Regions from separate parts of the Pan troglodytes genome. Here region 2 is linked to region 1. Evidence: chromatin contacts called from public Hi-C data. All regions are on one chromosome and are shown on one strand. Each heading gives the region's core, a stretch centred on a gene start, on an enhancer-like site or on the middle of the called end of the contact. The rest is flanking DNA. Distances are from core to core; before and after follow the strand shown. Region 1 holds the start of MSH5 (mutS homolog 5). Region 2 holds the start of VARS1 (valyl-tRNA synthetase 1).

The links. A called contact is a pair of places that touch in the nucleus more often than the background predicts.
Region 2: a Hi-C map of stem cell-derived neural progenitor cells shows a contact between it and region 1, with 4 times the contacts expected there. The contact joins the promoter of VARS1 here to the promoter of MSH5 in region 1. A contact is called at or near these places in 1 of 7 Hi-C or Micro-C datasets (stem cell-derived neural progenitor cells), 1 of 1 datasets of contacts at active chromatin or transcription factors (stem cell-derived excitatory neurons) and 1 of 1 other capture datasets (stem cell-derived neural stem cells).

The regions. Positions count from the first base shown.
Region 1 is chr5:37,533,772-37,539,942 of NHGRI_mPanTro3-v2.0_pri, reverse strand. MSH5 (mutS homolog 5) reads right to left here and starts at 2,640. Exons shown (of 24, transcript XM_063812336.1): 1 at 2,409-2,640; 2 at 1,183-1,306. The coding sequence starts at 1,228. CLIC1 (chloride intracellular channel 1) reads left to right here and starts at 2,552. Exons shown (of 8, transcript XM_063812353.1): 1 at 2,552-2,742; 2 at 3,082-3,206; 3 at 6,102-6,171. The coding sequence starts at 6,152.
Region 2 is chr5:37,590,085-37,596,255 of NHGRI_mPanTro3-v2.0_pri, reverse strand. It overlaps VARS1 (valyl-tRNA synthetase 1), which reads left to right and starts at 2,651. Exons shown (of 30, transcript XM_518361.5): 1 at 2,651-3,038; 2 at 3,334-3,753; 3 at 5,464-5,598; 4 at 5,689-5,827; 5 at 6,067-6,171. The coding sequence starts at 3,367. LSM2 (LSM2 homolog, U6 small nuclear RNA and mRNA degradation associated) reads left to right here. Exons shown (of 4, transcript XM_016955187.4): 3 at 58-88; 4 at 698-1,185. The coding sequence ends at 823.

The DNA.
Region 1 (6,171 bases), core at 1,391-3,890:
CCAAGGCAGGCAGATCACTGGAGGCCAGGAGCTCAAGACAAGCCTGGCCAACGTGGTGAAACCCTGCCTCTACTAAAAATATAAAAATTAGCCAGGCGTGATGGCAGATTCTTGTAATCCCAGCTACTCGGGAGACTGAGGCAGGAGAATTGCTTGAATCCAGGAGACGGAGGTTGCAGTGAGCCAAGATGGCACCACTACACTTCCAGCCTGAGTGACGGAGCAAGACACTGTCTCAAAAAAGAACAACCAAACAAACCAAAAAACAACCTCACAAATATTTGTTAAATAATGAAATGAATTCATAAAAACAAAAGAGGGAGCCTCTGTGAAGCAACTGTAAAATATATTCAGTCAGTGCTATAGTTTGGATGTGATTTGTCCCTGCCAAATCTCGTGTTGAAATTTAATCCCCAGTGTGATAGTGTTGTGAGGTAGGGCCTAGCAGGAGGTGTGTGGGTGATGGGAGTGGATCGCTCATGAACAGATTAATGCCCTTCCTGGAGTGTGTTGGTGGGTATGTGTGAGTGGTTCTCACTCTATTAGTTCCTGAGAGAGCTGGTTGTCAAAAAGAGCCTGGCATCTCCCTCCCGCTTGCTTCTTCTCTGCCATGTGACCTCTACACACCCTGCCTTCCCTTCTTCCATGAGTTGAAGCAGTCCATGCCCAATTTTGAGCTTTCCAACCATCCAGAATCATAAGCCAAATAAAACTTTTTTTTTTTTTTTTTAACAAATTACTCAGAGTCAGGTATTTCCTTACAGCAACACAAAATATGCTAGACAGTGAGGTGAGTTAATGTAAGTAAAACATGGCTGGGCGTGGTGGCTCACACCTGTAGTTCCAGCACTTTAGGAGGCCAAGGTGGGCGGATCACAAGGTCAGGAGTTTGAGACCACCCTGGCCAACATGGTGAAACCCCGTCTGTGCTAAAAACACACACAAAAAACTAGCTGGGTGTGGTGGCACACGCCTGTAGTCCCAGCTACTCGGGAGGTTGAGTCAGGAGAATTGCTTGAACCCAGGAGGTGGAGGCTGCAGTGAGCCAAGACTGCGCCACTGCACTTGAGCCTGGGTAACAGAGCAAGACTCTGTCTAGAAAAAAAAAATATGTGTGTGTGTGTGTGTGTGTAACACATCTGCAATCCCAGAGAGCAGAGGAATTCATGGTTCCATCCCCACCTCTCTGGAGAAGCTTGAGGCTCTCGTGGTCTGGGGCATCTGGCATGAAGTGGATAGTGGAGTCACTAGTATCATAGTAGGCAATGCCCAAGTATCCTGAATTCCACAGCACACACAGGTGGATCTGTCCAGCAAGGAAGAAAGGAAATCACTATTGGAATCGCTCATAAGTGTAGGGTTTACCATGCCTTATATAATTTAATCATTTTATCAAATCTCTGATAGGCATCATCACCCCCATTTAGTGAATGTGAAACAGCCACTCAGGAGGTAAGAGACTTGCCCAGCTCTTCCCAACCCTGTTTTTTCTTTCTTTCTTTCTTTCTTTGAGACGGAGTCTTGCTCTGTCGCCCAGGCTGAAGTGCAGTGGAGCAATCTCAGCTCATTGCAACCTCCGCCTCCCGAGTTACAGTGATTCTCCTGCCTCAGCCTTCCCAGTAGCTGGGATAACAGGCACGTGCCACGACGCTCGGCTAATTTTTATATTTTTAGTAGAGACGGGGTTTCGCCATGTTGTCCAGGCTGGTCTCCAACTCCTGAGCTCAGGTGATCCGCCCGCCTCAGTCTCCCAAAGTGCTAAGATTACAGGTGCGAGCCACCGCGCCCGGCTCCCAACCCTCTTTTATTCTAACTTCCCATCAACTCTCCATTCAAGTTTCTACTCCCCTCAGAGACCTCGGCCAGCTCCTCCTCCTCCTCGACTTCCTCCTCCTCGGCCTCCCTGGGGCCCGGCACTGGGGCCGGGCTGGGGAAGCCGGAGGAGGCCGCCCCAGGTCCCGGTCCCTGCGGTGTCCTCCTTAGGTTCGCTCCTAAGGAGGCCATGAGCTTGGAGGCTCTGCGGATGCAAAAAGTGAGGGCGGTTCGGAAGGAACGATTCACAGAGGAGGCCGGGGTAGGGTGGCGCGCAGAATGCAAAGCACTAAGTACTTCTGCTACAGGGCTGCGGGGCAGGGCTGAGGGGCGTGGAGAGCTGTGAACATAGGAGGTGAATTCTCGGGTATTTAACTAAAGTACAGATTGTGGGAAACTCCACGCGCCCCACCCTCATTCCTGTCACGCGGAGGTTGCCCTTTGGAAGGAAGGGGTCTGAGGGCCCTGTGGGGCGAGTCGTGCACGTCTTATGTCTCTGCCTCTGCCAACCACGCGCCAGGACCCCAGCCTCACGCGCTTATCTTCCTCCTCCCCCAGCTGCCGCCATCACAGCGTTTTCCCGCCTCTTCAGTAACCTCAGTCGCTACACGTGGGAGAACGCCCCGCTGACCGACCGCCACGAGCCTGCAGGAGGAGCGCGCCGGCGCGTGAGCGAGGTGCGCGCGCACGCGCCCCACCCTCCTAGCCGCTGTTGATTGGAGAGGCCCGGATCCAGCCTAGAGATCCGACAGGGCGAGGAGGAGAAGCGGACTGCCGTAGCTGAAGAGTCTGGACGCTGATTGGCCTATTCGCCTTCGGGGCGGGTCCAGAATGTTCAAACTTCCCGCCCTCTGCCGTTGCTTAGCAGCCGGGCCTCTAGCACTCACTGTTTCTGGGATTTGATTGGCGCAGTGGGAAGCCCGCGAGAAGGTCGGACCAGGGGCCGTAGTCCCAGTCCCTGGAAGGGGTTTGGGACCGTTGCAGGGGTTTTGAGGGGGAGTTCACACTTAAAGAGCCAGAGGCGCTTTTTTTTTTCCTGCAACAACTCTTAAGTTAATATTTGTACCCTCTGAGTTAATATTTATACAGAGCTTAGAACAGTGCCTGGCAAACAAAGTAAGACCTAAATGAGCGGTGTTTCAAATAAATAAGCGGAAACAAGCAGGACTTCTGTCTCAGCCCTACCGTGCCTGTTTCCTGGGTACAGGGTATGACCACCCCCATAATGGCACGACAGGGCCTAATTTATTATTTAAACCCCTCAAGCAGAGGTGGAAGGATTCGAATTACATCAAATTCTGGCAGAGAGAAGTAGATCTGATCAGAACACTCACACCCCTACTGGGACATGCCCATACCCCTTCGCACTTCTACACACCCCTGAAGACAGAGAGGTATCTATCATTCATGCATTCGGCAACTATTTAGTGCCTATTTTGGGCCAGGGGTTGGACTCAAAGCGGTGAACATAATGAAGTCACTGCTCCATAAAGCTTATTTGTGCGTGCGTGCGTGCGTGTGTGTGTGTGTGTTGCGGGGGTGGGGTTATGAGGGAGAAAGTTAAAATATATATATATATATATATATAGTCCCTTTAAATGCACCATCCTCCCCAGCTTTGTTCCTAGTACCCTGAGATGGGGAGATTCCTCCCCAGCCCCCCAACCCAAGAAGTTAGGAAAGATGGTGGGGGTGAGATGACCTAGCTGTGCTAACCAGTAATTGGAAAATCCCCTCCAGCAAGAAAGGTGGGGGAACAGAGTTAAGGGCTGGGTTAATGGTTACCCCTGGCAAATGTGTTGAGCAATGGAGCTATAGAAACTTGGAGGAGGTTGGTGACAGCTCTGGGGAGTGTCAGGGAGGGACCCACCTTCCAATCTGGGGTGTGAAGAGATTAGGGACTAGTTTACCAAGCCCAGGAAGGGGAGGGAGTGGAAAGAGAAGCCCAGAGAGGGAAAGAGGAGCTACTGAGATAGGAGAAATGCAGGGACAGGGAGGTGAGATGGAGGGAAACCTCTGTTGCAGGATTTGGGGGTACAGCCCTGGCTCTGCTGGATGGTTCCAGGAGAGGGCAGCGTTGCCTGTCACCTGGTAAATTAAGGCACGATACCCTGTGGGTAGTCATGCCAGCCAGCCAAAGTCAATATTGATATCAAGGCAGCTGTAGCTATAAAGCTGTAGGAGAGAAAAGAGAGGCCGGGAGAGGCTGCCAAACCTGTTTGATCTTCAAGCTGGCCCCATTTACCTAAGGCTTCTTTTGGACACAGACCAGTTGGAACAGGAGAGGACCCTGAGAAGTAGAGTTGTTTTGATCCCCTCCCCTCAATGGGAAGGGGTCCTGTGTGCAGATTTTGAGGGTCACCATGAGGGAATTCACACCCACACAGAGGCATGGAATCATACCCTTACAGGATGTTACAGTTCAAGGGAACGAACACGAAAGATAGCCTTTCTGTCGGGAGGAGAGAAAAAGGCCCTCCCACAGGCAGGAGAAAACCCACAGAAGAGGAAGCACAAGAGGAAACCACCAACTGCTGGTTTCCAGCAGCACATCACGTCACTCCACCCCACTCCTCCCCCAAGTCTCTCCCTTTCTTTAAGTTTCAAGCTCTGTTTTAGTTCTGTGTTCTTGCACTGCACCATGGTTTTCTGGAACTGTAGGTCTTTTGTTGGACAGAGGGTGATGAGGAGGATAGAGAAGGGATGGTTGGACAGGAGAGAAATTCAGGATATGGAGGCTGGAATTCTGGGTTTATTTTTTCAGCAGGTCATAAAGGTTTAATAGAAATCAAGGTTACTGGAGAGAGAGCTGCTCCTCCTATGTCCTCCCTGCTTATTTATTTAGGTGTCCCCAAGGACTCTACTCCCACTATTCTGTCTGATCTTTCTTTATCCCCATGACAGGACCAGCTAACAACACCCCTACCCCACCCCCTATACACATACTTCAGGATCGGGCCATGATAATCCCACCCCTCTGCCCCATCTCCAAGGCAACCTGTCAGTGAGACGAGGACAAAGGGCACAGGAAGGGGCCCCAATAGGAAACATAAGTGGAAGCACAAAGCTGACCAAGCTACAGGAACAGACCCCTCCCTGCAACAAAGCCCCTTGCCTCGGCTTTATGTTTCCTTCGCAAAAGACTTCGTCATCTCCCTTCCCATCCCTAACTCTACTTTCTTTTTCTTTTCTTCTTCTTCTTTTTTTTTTTTTTGAGATGGAGTTTCGCTCTTATTGCCCAGGCTGGAGTGCAACGGCACCATCTCAGCTCACTGCAACCTTCACCTCCCGGGTTCAAGCGATTCTCCTGCCTCAGCCTCCCAAGTAGCTGGGATTACAGGTGCCCACCACCACGGCTGGCAAATTTTTGTATTTTTAGTAGAGACGGGGTTTCACCATGTTGGCCAGTCTGGTCTTGAACTCCCTGACCTCAGGTGATCCACCCCGCTTGGCCTCCTAAAGTGTTGGGATTACAGGCGTGAGCCACCTCACCCGGCCCCTAACTCTATTTTCTATGCCCAATCCCAAGTCTAGGCCACAAGGACTGCAAGTCCTAGTGCTGAGCTGGGCCTGGAGACAGTAGACTGTGGGGGGCACAGGACCTACTGAGACACCAGTCTGGGCAGCTCAGGGAGTGCTGGCGTCACCCCTTCCCTAATCCCAGGCTGCATGGCTAACGGTTCCTATCTGCAGTCCCAGCCTTCCACTTCCGAGTTCTTCTCTCAGACCACAGTCCCAGCAACCCAGAATTTGGATTGAAGTCTGGAAGAAATGCAGAAGGATTAAACGACCACCTTTCCATTTGAAGTCCCCATCCCTGAATCTTCACGGGTGTGCCCAAGCTGTTAGTGTCAAGTTTTTTATATGAGGGTCAGTCGGGTTGTACTCAGATTAATGAAGCAGGGAAACTGAGGCAGAAAAGAGTCCTGTGTTCAGGAGAGGTCGGAGAAACAAGGAGGTTTTCAGGACTCCTCCTTAACACCCCCATCCCCATCCTGTGGGAGATCCGAGGATTCCCCTTCCGGACTCACTCCCTACATCGTCGAGTCCCGCCCCCCTCCAGTCCCCTCCCCAGGTTCAGGGCGGGGCCGGTCGGTGAGTCAGCGGCTCTCTGATCCAGCCCGGGAGAGGACCGAGCTGGAGGAGCTGGGTGTGGGGTGCGTTGGGCTGGTGGGGAGGCCTAGTTTGGGTGCAAGTAGGTCTGATTGAGCTTGTGTTGTGCTGAAGGGACAGCCCTGGGTCTAGGGGAGAGAGTCCCTGAGTGTGAGACCCGCCTTCCCCGGTCCCAGCCCCTCCCAGTTCCCCCAGGGACGGCCACTTCCTGGTCCCCGACGCAACCATGGCTGAAGAACAACCCCA
Region 2 (6,171 bases), core at 1,402-3,901, 56 kb before region 1:
TCTATGTTGACTTTGTTATAAACTAATTTGATTCTTCTCTCCCTCTGCCCTTGACAGCATCTGTGGAACCCTCCATTCTGTGGATCAGGTGAGATATAGCACGGGCCCCAGAATTGGTTCCTGGAGAAGGAGAGGGGAGAGCTTAAGGGTTGGGTTCATGTCTCTAGGGTTAATAATGGTGTTCGTCGGCCAGGCACGGTGGCTCACGCCTGTAATCCCAGCACTTTGAGAGGCCGAGGCCTGAGGTCAGGAGTTCAAGACAAGCCTGACAAACATGGTGAAACCCCGTCTCTACTAAAAATACAAAAAATGAGCTGGGCGTGGTGGTGGGCACCTGTAATCCCAGCTAGTCGAGAGGCTGAGGCAGGAAAATCATTTGAACCCAGGAGGCGGAGATTGCAGTGAGCCGAGATGGCACCATTGCACTCCAGCCTGGGCAACAAGAGCAAAACTCTGTCTCAAAAATAATAATAATAATAATAATAATAATAATAATAATAATAATAATGGTGTTCATCTTCCTTTCCTAGTATCTCAACATCAAACTAACTGACATCAGTGTCACAGACCCTGAGAAATACCCTCACATGGTGAGTTGGGGTCTGTGGAGAAGAGGAAACACCTCTAAAGCAGGAGGCCCCTGGGTGGTTAGAGGACATTTTTAAGGGTGTTTTCATATTTGTCCATCTTTGTCTAGTTATCAGTGAAGAACTGCTTCATTCGGGGCTCAGTGGTCCGATACGTGCAGCTGCCAGCAGATGAGGTCGACACACAGTTGCTACAGGATGCGGCAAGGAAGGAAGCCCTGCAGCAGAAACAGTGATGGCTCCTCCTCCTCTTCCCCTCCCTCTTTCATTGGTGACCCATAACCCCAAGTCCCAGCCCAGAACCCCTAACCCCCAATACTTGAAGGGGTTTTGTTTTTTTACTAATGATGGTTTTGTGGGTTTTTTTTTAAGGGATGAGTGGATGAGAGGAGTAATAGGGAACAGCTATCCTCTCTTGAGAAGGGGAGGATAAGTAGGCTGGGAAACTTCAAAGCCTTCCCAGTCCCCAGCACATGCCTTTCTCACTACTTCTCTGGAGATGGTAGGAGAGTTTCCTAGGTCTTTCCAGGGCAGCATGTGATTCATTTGGGGATGGAAGGAATCTGTCCCGCATCGGGAATAAAATTTATGATGCAAATTTGTGTTTTGGTTCTGTTACTATGTGTTGGGCAGGGGGTTGGGACATGGAAAAGGATGTCGAATTCATCCAAGCCCCTGTTACTCTGCATTAACCCAGCCAAGAATCCAACTCAGCTTCCCACTACTCTCCTTGGTATAAAGCATATAATACAGTTGCTCTACACCACGTTTCCCCAACATGTCCCTACCTGTATGTTCTCCCTCTGGCCTTTTGCTTATACCATACCTGCAACTGAAGTGCTTGCTGTCCTTCCATTAATGTGATAGTGTCATAAGATACATTTCATGCTACCAGACTTCACCAATCCAACCAAATCAGTACATGTTTTCTGAATATGTATAGAAGATAAATACAAGTGATGTAATTTATATTTTAGAGAAAAGTTGTGACTGGGAATTACTAAACTTCATTCACTCATTCAGCAAATATGAGTTCATGATACAGATGAGACTTCTCAGCCTTAAGGGACCCTTAGAGACCGTCTAGTGTGACCCTCCTTTTTGTTTTTGAGATGGGAGTCTCACTCTGTTGCCCAGGGTGGAGTGCACTGGCTTGGTGTGGCTCACTGCAACCTCCACCTCCCGGTTCAAGCGATTCTCCTGCCACAGCTCCTGAGTAGCTGGGATTACAGACGCCCACCACCATGCCCGGCTAATTTTTTTTTTTTTTTTTTTTTTTTTTTGAGATGGAGTCTCACTTTGTCACTCAGGCTGGACTGCAGTGGTGTGATCTTAGCTCTGCAATCTCCGCCTCCCAGGTTCAAGTGATCTTCTTGCCTCAGCTTCCCAAGTAGCTGGGCTTACAGGTGTGTGCCACCACGCCTGGCTAATTTTTGTATTTTTACAAATACTGCAGCTCTGTCGCCAGGCTGGAGTGCAGTGGCACGATCTCGGTTCACTGCAACCTCAACCTCCAGGATTCAAGCAATTCCCTGCCTCAGGCTCCGGGGTAGCTGGGATTACAGGCGCCTGCCACCACACCTGGCTAATTTTTGTATTTTTAGTAGAGACGGGGTTTCACCATCTTGGCCTGGCTGGTCTTGAACTCCTGACCTGGTGATCCACCCGCCTCGGCCTCCCAGAGTGCTGGGATTACAGGCGTGAGACGGGCTTTCACCACCTTGGCCAGGCTAGTCTTGAATTTCTGACCTCAGGTGATCCGCCCACCTCGGCCTCCCAAAGTGCTGGGATTATAGGCGTGAGCCACTGCGCCCGGCCGTCACCCTTTTTTCATACATGAGGAGATGAGGCTCAAAGAGGAAGCTGGACGCCAGGGCCTCGGCAAATGGACCTCCCCTTCGGTCCTCATCAGGCGGCTCCCTGCTGGGCACCTCCCCGCTACCGGGTGGGGAACGCCCTCCACCGGCAGGGCCGGCCGACCCTCTTGGGCCAGTTCCCTAGCTGCCCGCTGGGCGCCGCCCTCGCCACCCGGCCGAGGACCCGCACAAGGTGCCCGTGGCGGCGCCTGACGGGAGCGTCGTGCTCAGGGGTGTCCTCTCGTCCTGCGTCCGCGCCCAGCGCCCCGCGCCCCGCGCTGTTCCTCGTGAGACCGGCGGGCGGCGAGCCGCGCGGCCCCCGGGGCAGTGTCGGACACGGCGGGCGCGCACTCGCAGGCGGGGCACGGCCGCCCCCGCCAGGACCCGCAGGCCCGGAAACGCTCCCTGTCACAAAGGGGGGAACACGTGGGCGCCGGCTGCCGGGGCGGCGATCTTAGGGAACTAGGGTCACCTGGAGAGCCGCCCACCGTCTCTGCCCGCTCGACTCCTCCGCCCGGGCCGCTCGGCCGGTCCAGCCGCGGCCGGCGCCTGGCTGTGAGGTGGATTCCCGGCCCAGTCTGACCATCTCCCTCCAGTACGTACACGCGGCTCGAACCCGCATCCAACCAGACGCCGACCCGCTCCTGATAGCCTTCCACACTCCCCGAAGCCCCGCGATCGTGGATAGTTCCTCTTCCCCAGGAATTCCCCACTGACACTGCCCCTCTGAGAGCCAGGTCCTCGGCTCCTGACAGCCTGCCTGGTCAGACCTTCAGTCCTATGGGACTCGGGTGTCTGCGGCGAAGGAGCTCCCATGAGGGTCCCCTCTCTACTCAAACATAGGACCCACCTCGATCCCGCAGTCTTCCCCTGTCTCTCTTTCTCCTTAGGTTTTTCCACTTCGTTCGGACCTTCTCATAACTATGTCCATCCTCTACGTCTCCCCTCACCCAGATGCCTTCCCCAGCCTCCGAGCCCTCATAGCCGCTCGCTATGGGGAGGCTGGGGAGGGTCCCGGATGGGGAGGAGCCCACCCCCGCATCTGTCTCCAGCCACCCCCGACTAGCAGGACTCCCTTTCCCCCACCCCGCCTGCCGGCCCTGGAGCAGGGGCCCGGTGGGCTCTGGGTGTGGGGGGCCACGGCTGTGGCCCAGCTGCTGTGGCCAGCAGGCCTGGGGGGCCCAGGGGGCAGCCGGGCGGCTGTCCTTGTCCAACAGTGGGTCAGTTACGCCGACACGGAGTTAATACCAGCTGCCTGTGGAGCAACGCTGCCGGCCCTGGGACTCCGAAGCTCGGCCCAGGACCCCCAGGTGAGGGGGTTGTACAGAAGAGGGGGAGGGGAGAAATTCAGAGGAGGGAAGCGAGGACCGGAATGGACAATGAGACAAGAAGGTAGTACATCAGATGTGGGAAAAGAGTGATCAAATCCCAGATTGCCAACTGGTATGGTAACCCTGGGCACGTTTCATAAACCCGCTGTGTCTTGGTCTTCCTATGTCTATGAACACGCAGGCAAGTTGATGTAATGCTTGCCTCACTGAGTTAATAGGATTAAAAGATGTGCGCAGAGCACATAGTTTAGTGCCAGGCACTTTTAAAGTCTCTTAGTAAAAGTTTGATGAGTCTGAAATTGATGAGGATAGAAGTTATTTGAATTGTAGGAAAAGACTGGGTGAGGGAGAGATGACAATTGCTGGGAGGAGATAAAAGAGAAATGAAATGAGGAAGGTAAGTGAGAGGAGAGATAACCCTGCCAGATTGTAACTATCAGTCCTTCCAAAGGAGACCTGTGCCTTGGTGTACTTTCAACTCTGCCTCCTTGCATGGTGTTGAGCACATGATGGAAAATTAGTATTTCTTGAATGGATGAATGAATGTGGCAGACCCTGACTTGCTCCCTCATATTGTGATCACCCTATCCACAATAGAGTCCTTGCATTCAGAATGTCTGTCCAAACAAACAAATAAAATAGAGTCCCTCTCTTCTGGAATTCCCTGTTTGTTCCCCTCTTTTATTTCTTTTCTTTTCTTTTCTTTTTTTTTTTTTGAGACGGAATCTCCTTCTGTTGCCCAGGCTGGAGTGCCACGGTGCGATGGTGCGATCTCAGCTCACTGCTCAAGCGATTCTCCTGCCTCAGCCTTCTGAGTAGCTGGGATTACAGGCGCCCGCCACCTTGTCCGGCTAATTTTTTGTATTTTTAGTAGAGATGGGGTTTTGTCATGTTGACCAGGCTGGTCTTGAACTCCTAACCTCAGATGGTCTGCTCGCCTCGGCCTCCCAAAGTGCTGAGATTATAGGTGTGAGCCACCACGCCTGGCCCCTGTTCCCCTCATTCTGCTTTATTTTTCTTCATAGGAGTTAAGAAAAATAGGGCACTTCATTTTATATTTGCTCATTTGTTGTTCCCCTACAAGAATGTTAACTCTACCAGGTCAGGGCTCTGTCCATCTGTTCGTGTTTTCCTCTCATTCCCTGGAGAAGTACTTAATACATATTTATTGATGTTCTGAACCTGGGAGTTATTGAGATGCCTCATATAATCTTTACTTCTATGCTTAACATATTGCATCTAACACATAAATATTGAGTAGGGATTTGTTGGATGAGTCAGAAGTTGTTTTTGTTTTTTTTTTGAGACGGAGTCTCGCTGTGTTGCCCAGGCTGGAGTGCAGTGGCGTGATCTCAGCTCACTGCAAGCTCCACCTCCTGGGTTCATGCCATTCTCCTGCCTCAGCCTCCCGAGTAGCTGGGACTACAGGCGCCCGCCACCACGCCCGGCTATTTTTTTTTTTGTATTTTTAGTAGAGATGAGGTTTCACCATGTTAGCCAGGATGGTCTCGATCTCCTGACCTTGTGATCCACCCAGAAGTATTTTTATTGTGACTATTTGAGTGAAGAAATGGGACTCAGAGGTGGTGATTTGTGAGAGTGGGGTGGAGGGAGGCCACATGAATTGGGTTGTGGTGGGAGATGGAGGTGGGCCAAACCTTGTCTCACACTTCTTCCCCTTCCTGCCAGGCTGTGCTGGGGGCCCTGGGCAGGGCCCTGAGCCCCTTGGAGGAGTGGCTTCGGCTGCACACCTACTTGGCCGGGGAGGCCCCCACTCTGGCTGACCTGGCGGCTGTCACAGCCTTGCTGCTGCCTTTCCGATACGTGAGTCACCAGGCCTGGGGAAGAACAAGACTGCTCTCCTCAGACCTCACTGTAGGGTGACTGAGAATAGTCATTTATTTCCTGTTCCAGGTCCTAGACCCACCTGCCCGCCGGATCTGGAATAATGTGACTCGCTGGTTTGTCACGTGTGTCCGGCAGCCAGAATTCCGAGCCGTGCTAGGAGAAGTGGTTCTATACTCAGGAGCCAGGCCTCTCTCTCATCAGCCAGGTGAGGAAGGGCGAGGAGTTGGAGGATAGGGGCTTCCCTGGGGCCTTCCATGCAACTCACTTTCTTTTTTTCCTAGAAATGGCAGAATCACTGGGGCAGGGTCCTGCGGGAGAGGAGGGAGTGGGGGAGGTCAGCATGGGCGAGACCTCGGGCATCTAAAATACCCCATCTGAAACCTAGTATGGCCGTCCAAGAGGGTCCCCAGCTGGCTGAGTCTGAATTTCTGCACCTCTCTCTAGGCCCCGAGGCTCCTGCCCTCCCAAAGACAGCTGCTCAGCTCAAGAAAGAGGCAAAGAAACGGGAGAAGCTAGAGAAATTCCAACAGAAGCAGAAGATCCAACAGC